Linked DNA regions of Mus musculus: regions 2 and 3 are each linked to region 1. Evidence: chromatin contacts called from public Hi-C data. All regions are on one chromosome and are shown on one strand. The core of a region is the stretch at or near the end of the contact, and the rest is flanking DNA. Distances in the headings are between cores, read along the strand shown.

Region 1 (3,135 bases), core at 201-2,700:
CATCCATTCTCATACGAGCACCACACACAAAACTAGTGAAGTACTCAAAGAATTGGACCTAGAGTCAGAACAGTCCCTGGGAATCAATCGAGAGATATCTGTGTAGCAAACCTGCAGCCTTCTTCAGGCCTAACTCCATGGAGTGTCTTTCATTCAAACAGACTCAATTTAAGTATCTCTTATGGATCATTTGGACTAAAGTGTATGGATACTAACTAACGGAGGAGGAGGTAGAACCTGGACAAAGGGGGCTGAAGGTACAGTTTGGTAAAGAAGACAATTCTAAAGCTCAAATATGTAGGAAAGAGAGAAAGAGAAGAAAGAAGGAAGGAATTGGGGAGTCAAAGAAGGGAAATGAGAGAAGAAACAGGAAATGGGATGAAGAGAAAATAAATGAGGATAGTGTAACTTAATCATGAAAAACAACCAAACTCACCCTCCCCACCCCCACCCCCACTCTCTAGTCTTCATTCAACAAGTATGCTGGGTACAGCTATGGACAAAGTTCTCTATTAGAGTTTTGATACTAAATTTCATTTAACTCTCATCATAATCCTATGAATCTTATTCCTTATTGAAATCTGGTTCAACTAAGACTTTCAGACTTTAAGAATCAAGGCTGGACTGTGCAGCTCAAGGCAATAAAAGAAGCATTTGAGATTCAGTACTACCTGAATCCACTCTCCTCTTCTTCTTCCTCCTTCTCCTCTTCCTTCTCCTCCTGTCTCACAGAACTTCTATGAGAGAAATTATAAGACAGTTAGCAGGAACCTCTTTCTGCATATGAAGAAGCTGAGAGATTGGATGCCATTTCCTAAGGACGTGTGACTAGTAACTGGTTGCACCTGAGTCAGGACCCCAGGTCTGATTTTAACTTGCTTCTTCAACTCTAAGCCAATTGGTTTCCCTCAAAGCAAGAATGAAGGTAATAATCGAGTGTGAAGACAATCTAGGCTCAAAAAAGGTTAATTCTGACAGAAGAGGGCTTAATCATCCCCAGCAACTCCTGGCCCACTGAAGTAAGCTCATCTGCAGTCGGCCCCTGCTTCCTCCATTTGTCTTTGATAGCAAAGACACCACCCAGCCTTTCTGGAGACCTAGGGCCAATTTCCATCAAAGGCTAAGAAGGAAAATCTGTGTGAAAAGAACAACTGGGATGACCTTTTAAAGAGTGGAAACTAGCAAGGGTGCAAGGAAGAACGCAAGAAGGAAAGGAAGAAAAGGGCGTGTGTGTTTTCCTTACGACTGGGAAGAGACCCAAGGAGCCTGGAGATGTAATGGGATATGGTTACAGATTACAAAAGTTTTGTTACAGCTATAATAGCCTTTCACAAAGGCACAGCCCTCCAGAGAGCTGTATTTCATCTCTGCTTTCCCCACCACATAAGACAGAGGGCAAGGAGCTGAAAGGCAAGGAACTCATGAGGGAGCTGAGCAAGCTCTGACATCCCCGTGACACTCCCATCAAGCGGGACTGAACTGCACCCAAATGCTCTTGTCATAACAAGCTCTGGACCACATTCTCATCATGTGTTTATTTATTTATTTTCACACTCCCCTTGTTGGAGATGCGTTGCCTAGCAACCGGCTGTCATACTCTAAATAGACACACACACACACACACACACACACACACACACACACACACACACACACAAACACACAGAGTGGTCCACTTGAAGACACTGAGACAATATTTGAGTCTTTGATGAACTTGCTAGGACTAGCACATCATTACTTGGAAGAGGTAGTTCCTAGAATTCATATTAGTCAGAGTCACATCACAGGCAGTACCTGTGACTGTCCCTTGTGAGGCAGAGAAAAGCTTAGTGACAGGCAGGTAAGGGACTCAAGAAGGCAGGAGGTGGCCTTGCTTTGGTGGAAAATACTATATATTTAACTCCCTTAAGCAGGTAAGGCTTTTGGATTCAGTTACAATTACGATTCCTCCCCTCCCCCCACCCTTGGTATGGTGGAGGGGGGGCCAGGTCTGAAGGTATGATTCACTTCATAAAGAGCACAGCAATGTCTACTGAGGTAATTTTCCTGTTTGAAGGAATAAAAAGCAGGCCATGTTCCTCCTAGCTCCTTCATGTCACTTGCTGTGCATGAGAGCTAGGATTGTGTCTCTGAAAAGGACTGTAGTTTAAATATGAAGTCTCTCCCAGGGGTTCTTAGGTCACAGCAAAGTTCCTTCTTGGTGGTACTGTTTTTGGGAAGTCCTAGAAACGTTAAGAGGTAGAACTTAGCTGTAGGTAGTAGCTGACTGGGGTGATCCTTGGGATCTTTTGCTCCTGGCTCCATCCTGACTGTCCCTCAGCTTCCTCTCTGTCCAATAATTCTGCCACCATGAAGTTCTGCCCGAGTCCATGGAACCAGGATGTCATAAACTGAACCTGCAGAAACCATAGATCTAGAGCCACTCATCCCTAAACATCCTTCTATCAAACAGTTTGATCACAGCTTTCAGACCCAGCCATAGTACATCATCAGGAAAATAAGTGGCCCACGGAGGAGCTACATCCTAAAAGATCCAGCCGTTCCACCTCTGGAAAATTGACACTTGAACATTTTTGTCATAAAAATAAAATAAGTAAAGTAACTTAAGCCCAGTTTGAGGGGAAACACAGCATAAGCACACGACTTAATAGGTTGTCTTGGAGCATGATCAGTGCCAGGATGAAGATTCAGACCCTTCTATCTCTGTCTCCAGTCTTTGCAAGCCTGCTTCTTTGCACCTTTCTGCAGTTTTAGCAAGAACTGGGCATTTCTGGGTGCCACACTCTTGAAAAACCTCAGTGTGTCTTTTCAGTCATTTTTGTTTGCTTTCAAGTTATCAGCTGGAGAATCTGGGGCATTTGAGCTGAAGCTTTGACTGGGAGAAATTGGAAAAAAGAAAGGACAAAGAGAAAACGTGCCCAGACTGGTTTTCATCTTCTGACTTCCTTGGTTTGTTTTTCAAGAGTTACTCGGGGCTTCTACGAATGGGGTTGACTATTACCAAGGCAAGGGGCACTTTGTATGTATGTGACAATGCTGTCCGGGCTACTGGGCTCTCCTCCTCCCTGCACCTCTGCTGTTAGGACAGTGCTAACAGGTAGGCTGAGCAGGGAGGAGCCAGCCAAGTCCTCTTTC
Region 2 (3,135 bases), core at 450-2,949, 500 kb before region 1:
GTGTCTCTAGGTTTATGCTGACCTGGCACTGCTTCACCCAGCATTCCAGATGCAAATGCGGAGAATGGAGAGCCTGCAAGCAACTGGATGGCTGTAGTTTGGAAATAAATAGCCCTGGAGCCGGGATGCTCCTAAAGGAAGCCTGTATGCGCTCAACTTGGTGGATGCTGAAGTGCTGGGAGTCCTGAACAGGTGGCTGAAAGAGCAGCTTGGTCTCCCAACCTTGATGCCTCAAGAAGGTGTGAGTTCCTTTGACCACTAGAAACATGGATCTGTTTAACACTGGGCAAGTGCCCTTTCAATGCAAAGCAAATGCATTGCCAAAACTGGTGAAAGACCTTGTGGAATTAATCGTCTGTGGTATTGTGTTTTCAGCCACTCCTTTAGCCACATGAGAACGAAGGATTTAATGTAAATATACATTATTAAGCAAGGATGGTTATAGTGACCCTGAGTGCTTTCACATTTAGCTCTGAAGTTCTCCCGACTCTTTACTGTTTTATTTTAAATTATGGTCTCCTCTAGGAAGGAGATATTTCAGTAGAGTGGGAGTTGTTTTTAAGGTTGGACCCTGAGCTGGGAGGGGCATGGAAAAGAGGGGAGGAGGTCAAAGCCATGGATATCTCCTTGGACTTGGTGAGTATTGGGAGTCTGAAAGGGAACATGCTGACCTTATAAAAGAAATCCAGTGCAGAGGAGTGGCAACTCTTAACTGAACTCTCACTGGTTAAAGGCTGCAAACAGAACCAACAGAGACCCCAGTCTTCTTTAAAAGGCTTGGCATGAGAGTCGATATTTACATTTTCCTGAGACCATGTTAAGACAGGGCATGTTTTCTTTCAATATTTTCTTATCGAGTTATGAATGCAAGCTAATTTCCTTTGTATGCACGAGGTGGAAAGCAGAGGCAAAGATTGTTGAAAACAGAAGACTGGGTTCTGCTGCCTTACCTGAAAGATACAAGTGTTCTTTTACTAAGGGAGAAAATGGGTGTCTGGAGGAGTTAAATGATGGACTCAGGGAGACTTGAAATATTAAGGATAAAACTGGCTGGACACCAAAGGACACAGCTGTAGGCTTTATTAGTTACTAATTCTAAATGTTACTCTTTCTTGTGTTCAAAACAGTTTCAAGAATCCTTTGAATCAAAAATAGACTTCCAGATATTCATTTGCCCCCTTTCCTCTCCCCTCAAAATACATACACTCATATTACAATACAATTAACAGTAACTTCAGATAACATGCAAATAGAAACATGTACTTCAGGTCTCATGGCTTCAGAATGTGTAGGTAGAACTCTGGATAGAAAGCTAAAGAGAGGTATGGAGACATCACCGTACTGTGGCAAAACTTCAGATAAACTGAATCTTGGAAAATGAAGTTTCACACCAGAATGAAAAGTAATATGTTGGGACCTGGTCACCCAAGAGCTCTGGGTTTAGGGTATGGAACAAGAGAACCTGGCTGTGTGTGGAGCTGGACTGTCATATGAGAAAGGCACCAATTATGTGAGAGAGGAGGTCATGTGACAGAGGTGCAGTTGGGGGCTTCTTAGTGAAGAACAATAAAGAAGTGTCCTATCAAACAAAAGCGAATCTCAAAATTGGAAGACTGGCTGCCACCACCCCCTCCACCCTGCCCTAGGTGCCCTCAATAAAAGAAAAGCAACGTTTTCACCCCAGAAGAGGGCACTCTTGAACCAGGAAATGTTTCAGGCACCTAGCTGGACAGCTGTGCTGACATTCATTTGTGTTAAATTCTTACAGGTACACAGAAAATGGCCGTCAGCATCCTTACAGAGTCACTAAGAAGACAAAATTGGAGCATCAAAGCCATCCAGGAAGTGAAAATACTCCAACCTGGGTCACACACAGAAAGCAGGAGAAAACTTTAACATGTATCCTGGCTGAATCAGTGTCTAAAAGCAGCATTTGAAAATATGAAACAAAAACTTTAAATCATTAGTTGCAAAGCTCAGAACAAAAATATCCCACAACATCCTTATATACTCAAGAAAAATGTGCAATAAGAATTGAATAAACTCTGGAAAGCAATAGAAGGAAAAAATAAATAAGATAAATAAAAATAAATGCTATCTTAGTACCCAAAAGACCCCAAATATTATTGGATATGAGGAGCATGAGAGAGGTTAACAGAATGGAGATAAAGCAAAGGTGGGAACAAAAGTCATATGGAGACCACGTGCTAGACATCAGTCCCAGAAGTGTCTAAAGCAGAAAACACACAATGAGAAATAACACGTACCTAAAACTACAGGCTACAGTGAATTTCTATCAGGAAATGAGGATCTGAAGCCCCATCTTTAAGGATTCACAGTACACTTTAAAAAAAAAAAAGCCTGGCATGGTGATGCCCAAGACTGGACTAGGAAATACTAAAAGAGAAACGACAACAGAAACCCAGATCTCCATGGGGGGAAAAAAAAGGACCAAATGTGCTGCAGGGGAAAGAAAATGAAGCTTCTTCATAGTGCATCCCAAAACAAAAGGAAACGAGGATATAAGGAGCTTCCCACATACAGACCCTGGAGAAGGCTGTACTTATGGTCCCTCTGCAGGGCTCAAGACTCTAGGGTAGTCTTCTATTGGGAACAATTTGTTGAATCTAACTAGAGCCCTAACAAAAAACTGACCACTAAAAACTGACCACATGTCTTAGAGTGTTCAGGTTTAAACAAAGCAAAACACTGTCGTCTGAGTAGGTTAAAAGCATGTGAAATGACATTCTCACAGCCATGGAGATGGCTAAGTCCAGACGGAGGTGCTACTGAATCGAATGCATTGTGAGGGTTCCCCTCCTTGGCTGTATCTTTACATGGCGCCAAGCACTAGCTATCTTTCTGGCAGCCTCTTCTATATGGGTAGAGCCTTAGCAACCTAATAATCCTCTAAAGGCTTCCTCCCTGAGTGTTATCACCTTGAGGTTAAGATGCCAACTGAATTTTTCTGGGGCATAAGAATTTGGTAAGTACTGGGAAATATTGTTAGTGAGAAAAAATTGTTTCTAATGCTCCAACCTGAAAATTACCAAATGCAGCATTTCTTTGTCTAACAACCATTGCAAGGAAGCATGAGCAGAAATTGCAGGATTTCTTACGGCAATGACAGAATGA
Region 3 (3,135 bases), core at 207-2,706, 400 kb before region 1:
GTTGCTCAAAGATGGAGCTAGCATAATTGCCTTGAAACCAGTACCCTATTTTTCTAACATAGGCACTGGGTGCCACATAATTTCCCAAGAGTTAATTTAACAAAGCACAGAGCACAGTATTCTAAAGGATGAAATACTTGTAATCACAATAACAATTTAATCGGGATAGAATCCCCAGGCCAGGAGGCCTTCCTCAGAGACCATTCACTACAGCTGTGGGGATGCTCTGACTCCTGTGATGCTTCTCCTGTCCTTCTGGAAGCAGTAAGTTCAGAAGATAGACGTCAGAACAAAGGAATCTCCAGGGTCATACAGCAATTCTTTACTTATCTGTCATTTGTATCTAGAGTTCTTTCGGTTTTCCTTTCCCCTTTTGTGATTTTTCTCTGATAATCTGACGATCAAGATTTTGATAATTCAAGTATTACTATTATGTAAATATACAGGAGACTGGAGATAAAGGGGATGTCTTTCGGTGAGGTGAGCACCCCCCCTCACTGCCCCCCAGGAAAACCGACATGGAGAGGACATTGCAGTGAGCACCGAAAGCAGGGAAAGGAACCAGCCAGACAAGGAGCAGATACCCGCAGGGTTTCAGAACAGCAAGTGCAAAGACCCTGAGATAGGAACACAGGGATATAATCTATAAAGGAGAAACACAAAGGAAATTTGTTCTGACTTCTATCTTCTGGTCCTACTGCTTCCAGAAGGACAGGAAAACCACAGTCAAGGGAGTCAGGGCATCTCCACAACTGTCCTGAACATTCTCTGAGGACCGCCCCTGGCCTGGGGATTTTATCCTGTTTAATTTGTGACAGTGTTTCATCCTTAGAACACGGTGCTCTGTGCTTTGTTAAATTATCACTTTTGTGTGCTGCTGGGAATTGAACCCAGGGCCTTCACACATGCAGGCTACCACTGAGCTCCAAACTTAACCCAAATTAAATTCTTTATCCCCTGAAAGTTTGCCACGAGAAACCACTGGATTGCCTTTCTCCTTGGGTTTTATTTTATTTTATTTTATTTTATTTTTAATACTCCAAAGAAACTTCCCAGATTGACCGCAAATAACTGATTCATATCGAATCCATTTCTTTGCTTTGCTGTTGCCTCCTTGAATGGGTTTCTTTGATTCGTGGTGACAAGATTAAACTGATAAATCATGGACACAATCTGGTGCCATCCGTTTTCAACTTTATTCTTTTTTCGACGCCAAGGGTCTGTGATGGAAAAAGTTCCTCAGAAGGCCACAGCTGGCTCGCTCCTGCTCAGCAGCGAGTTAATAAAACATCTGTTGAAGAGCCTCCCTTTCCCTCTTCTCCCCAAGCTGCCTGGCTGAGGACCCGTTCTCTTTATCTCTGAAATCTTTTCCTGGATCTCTTTTCCCCCTTGGCTCTACAGACCTTTCATCGCCTCCCTCCACATGGAGTGATTCACAGCATTTGTGTTTCTCTTGAGTCAGCCTTGGGAAAGTCTAGAACAGGCCCTGTCTTTTCACCAGCAGTGGAGACCGGCTTCTGGGCTGTAGACTCTCACTTCATCTTCCGGGACAACATGGCTTCTTATGGGAGAGAACTTTTTCGTGGCCCTCAGTGCCAACCAAGGAGGTGGCTGGGTAGGATCACTCAGATCAATACTGCATGAAAGAAACAAAGTCTATCCTATGTGTGAGATATTAAAGGCAGAACCATGCAGTCCTGTACTGTTTTTTGGAGGAAAGTCCTTGGCAAAGTTTTTCTGATTGGTTCTGTTTCTCAGTTGTTCCAGTCAGGAACCCCATCCAGATGAAGAAGGGACAAGCAGACTCTTCTCTACCGTGATGTGTCAGCCAATGAAGGAGCAGAATCCATCCATCGTGTCTTTTACTGCTCCCTGGAGCAGGGGGAAGAACTAACTCACTTTCACTGAGCCACATTTAATAGTGGGTGGAGTGACAGTGTTTAACGCTATGCACAGTTCGCACATGGTCCTGTTTCTGAGCTCCTTGGCTCTGACTTCTCTCTGGGGAATTGCAGGCTCATAGTCTTGTGTCTTTGCCTCACAGTCAACTCTGTATGGTAAGCCCCTTTGAGTCATATCTCTTGGCTTGGAAGCCATGGATGGAGGATGGCCATCTTTGTGTCTTCCAGTTGGGTCAGAATGCACCGCCAATCTCTGTTTCCTTGTATCTTCACTGCAGGGAGCTAAGCAGATGAATGCTCAAAGAATGTAGGCTTAAGATGAAGATCTGAGTAGGTGAAGCAGGAACCTTATAGATCTGCTGAACTATATTTCCAGAACTCCAGGGAGTCTTTTGCTTACACCTATTTTCACTTCTGGTATTCATGCCTGAGAAACTTAGATGTGTCAGATCCAAGCACCCAAGGAAGTGAAGATCCAGAAAGATCCAGCTGCCTCGCCTTGTGTCACAGACACGTGGTTAAGCCCACCAACTTCACATCTGTCCCTGAGTTATTTGAACTGTGGCATTATATATCAATGGCATCTTTTCTGCTTAAGGCTGGCAGAGAAGATAACACAATGAAGGTATTAAAATCATGGCTACATCTTTGTGCTTAAGAAGCACTTTGTGATACTTAATCTTGACTGACAACTTGTTGGAATTTAGAACCACAATAGGAACAAGTCCCTGGGCCTGTGAGAGAGCGAGGGATTATTTAGATTAGGTTATTGAGGTGGGAAGATGCAAGGTACTTACCATTCTATGGACTAGGATCCTACACTAAATAGAAGAATTCCACCTGAGGGTAAGCCTTCTCATTTATGATAATGAATGCAGTACTGGCAACCACCAACCTTAGGCTCCTGCTGCCTTGACTTCCCCATCATGATGGGCTAGATCCAGGGACTTTGAGCCAAAATCAACCTTTCCTTTATTAATTTGCTTCTGTTGAGTATTTTGACCCAGCAACAAAACAAGTATCAAACACGTGTTCTTTTGCTGTTACTTGGAATTACCCATTCCGAAGTCTTAGACGATAGTCCCAGGAATGAATTCATTCCCATCCAGGAGGGACTAATTGAGCCATCAGCTACACATCCTTTCATCTAGATGACCTGATTCCTTTCTCCATCCCTGTTTATCACCCTTGGCACAAAGGCTGCAGATGGAAGGGTGATTCTAGTTTGCTCTGA

The links. Hi-C and Micro-C count contacts between places; a contact is called where the count stands out from the background.
Region 2: a Hi-C map of uterus shows a contact between it and region 1, with 5 times the contacts expected there. The contact joins two enhancer-like sites. A contact is called at or near these places in 6 of 484 Hi-C or Micro-C datasets (cerebral cortex, embryonic fibroblasts, myocytes and 1 more), 1 of 115 datasets of contacts at active chromatin or transcription factors (fibro-adipogenic progenitors) and 1 of 9 other capture datasets (embryonic stem cells).
Region 3: a Hi-C map of uterus shows a contact between it and region 1, with 5 times the contacts expected there. The contact joins two enhancer-like sites. A contact is called at or near these places in 1 of 484 Hi-C or Micro-C datasets (uterus) and 1 of 9 other capture datasets (embryonic stem cells).

Annotation. Positions count from the first base shown.
Region 1 is chr1:73,117,101-73,120,235 of GRCm38.p6, reverse strand. No RefSeq gene overlaps it. Among named protein-coding and RNA genes, the nearest start is that of Gm29185, 22 kb to the left of the region's middle. Within about 2 kb of position 1,450, at least 19 of the 459 cell types and tissues checked have an H3K27ac peak or open chromatin away from gene starts, as enhancers often do. A contact at or near this core is called in uterus, where this site is marked.
Region 2 is chr1:73,617,300-73,620,434 of GRCm38.p6, reverse strand. It overlaps 6030407O03Rik (RIKEN cDNA 6030407O03 gene), which reads left to right. Exons shown (of 9, transcript NR_045311.1): 8 at 11-239; 9 at 1,769-2,054. Among named protein-coding and RNA genes, the nearest start is that of C530043A13Rik, 89 kb to the right of the region's middle. Within about 2 kb of position 1,699, at least 7 of the 459 cell types and tissues checked have an H3K27ac peak or open chromatin away from gene starts, as enhancers often do. A contact at or near this core is called in uterus, where this site is marked.
Region 3 is chr1:73,514,847-73,517,981 of GRCm38.p6, reverse strand. No RefSeq gene overlaps it. Among named protein-coding and RNA genes, the nearest start is that of C530043A13Rik, 14 kb to the left of the region's middle. Within about 2 kb of position 1,456, at least 19 of the 459 cell types and tissues checked have an H3K27ac peak or open chromatin away from gene starts, as enhancers often do. A contact at or near this core is called in uterus, where this site is marked.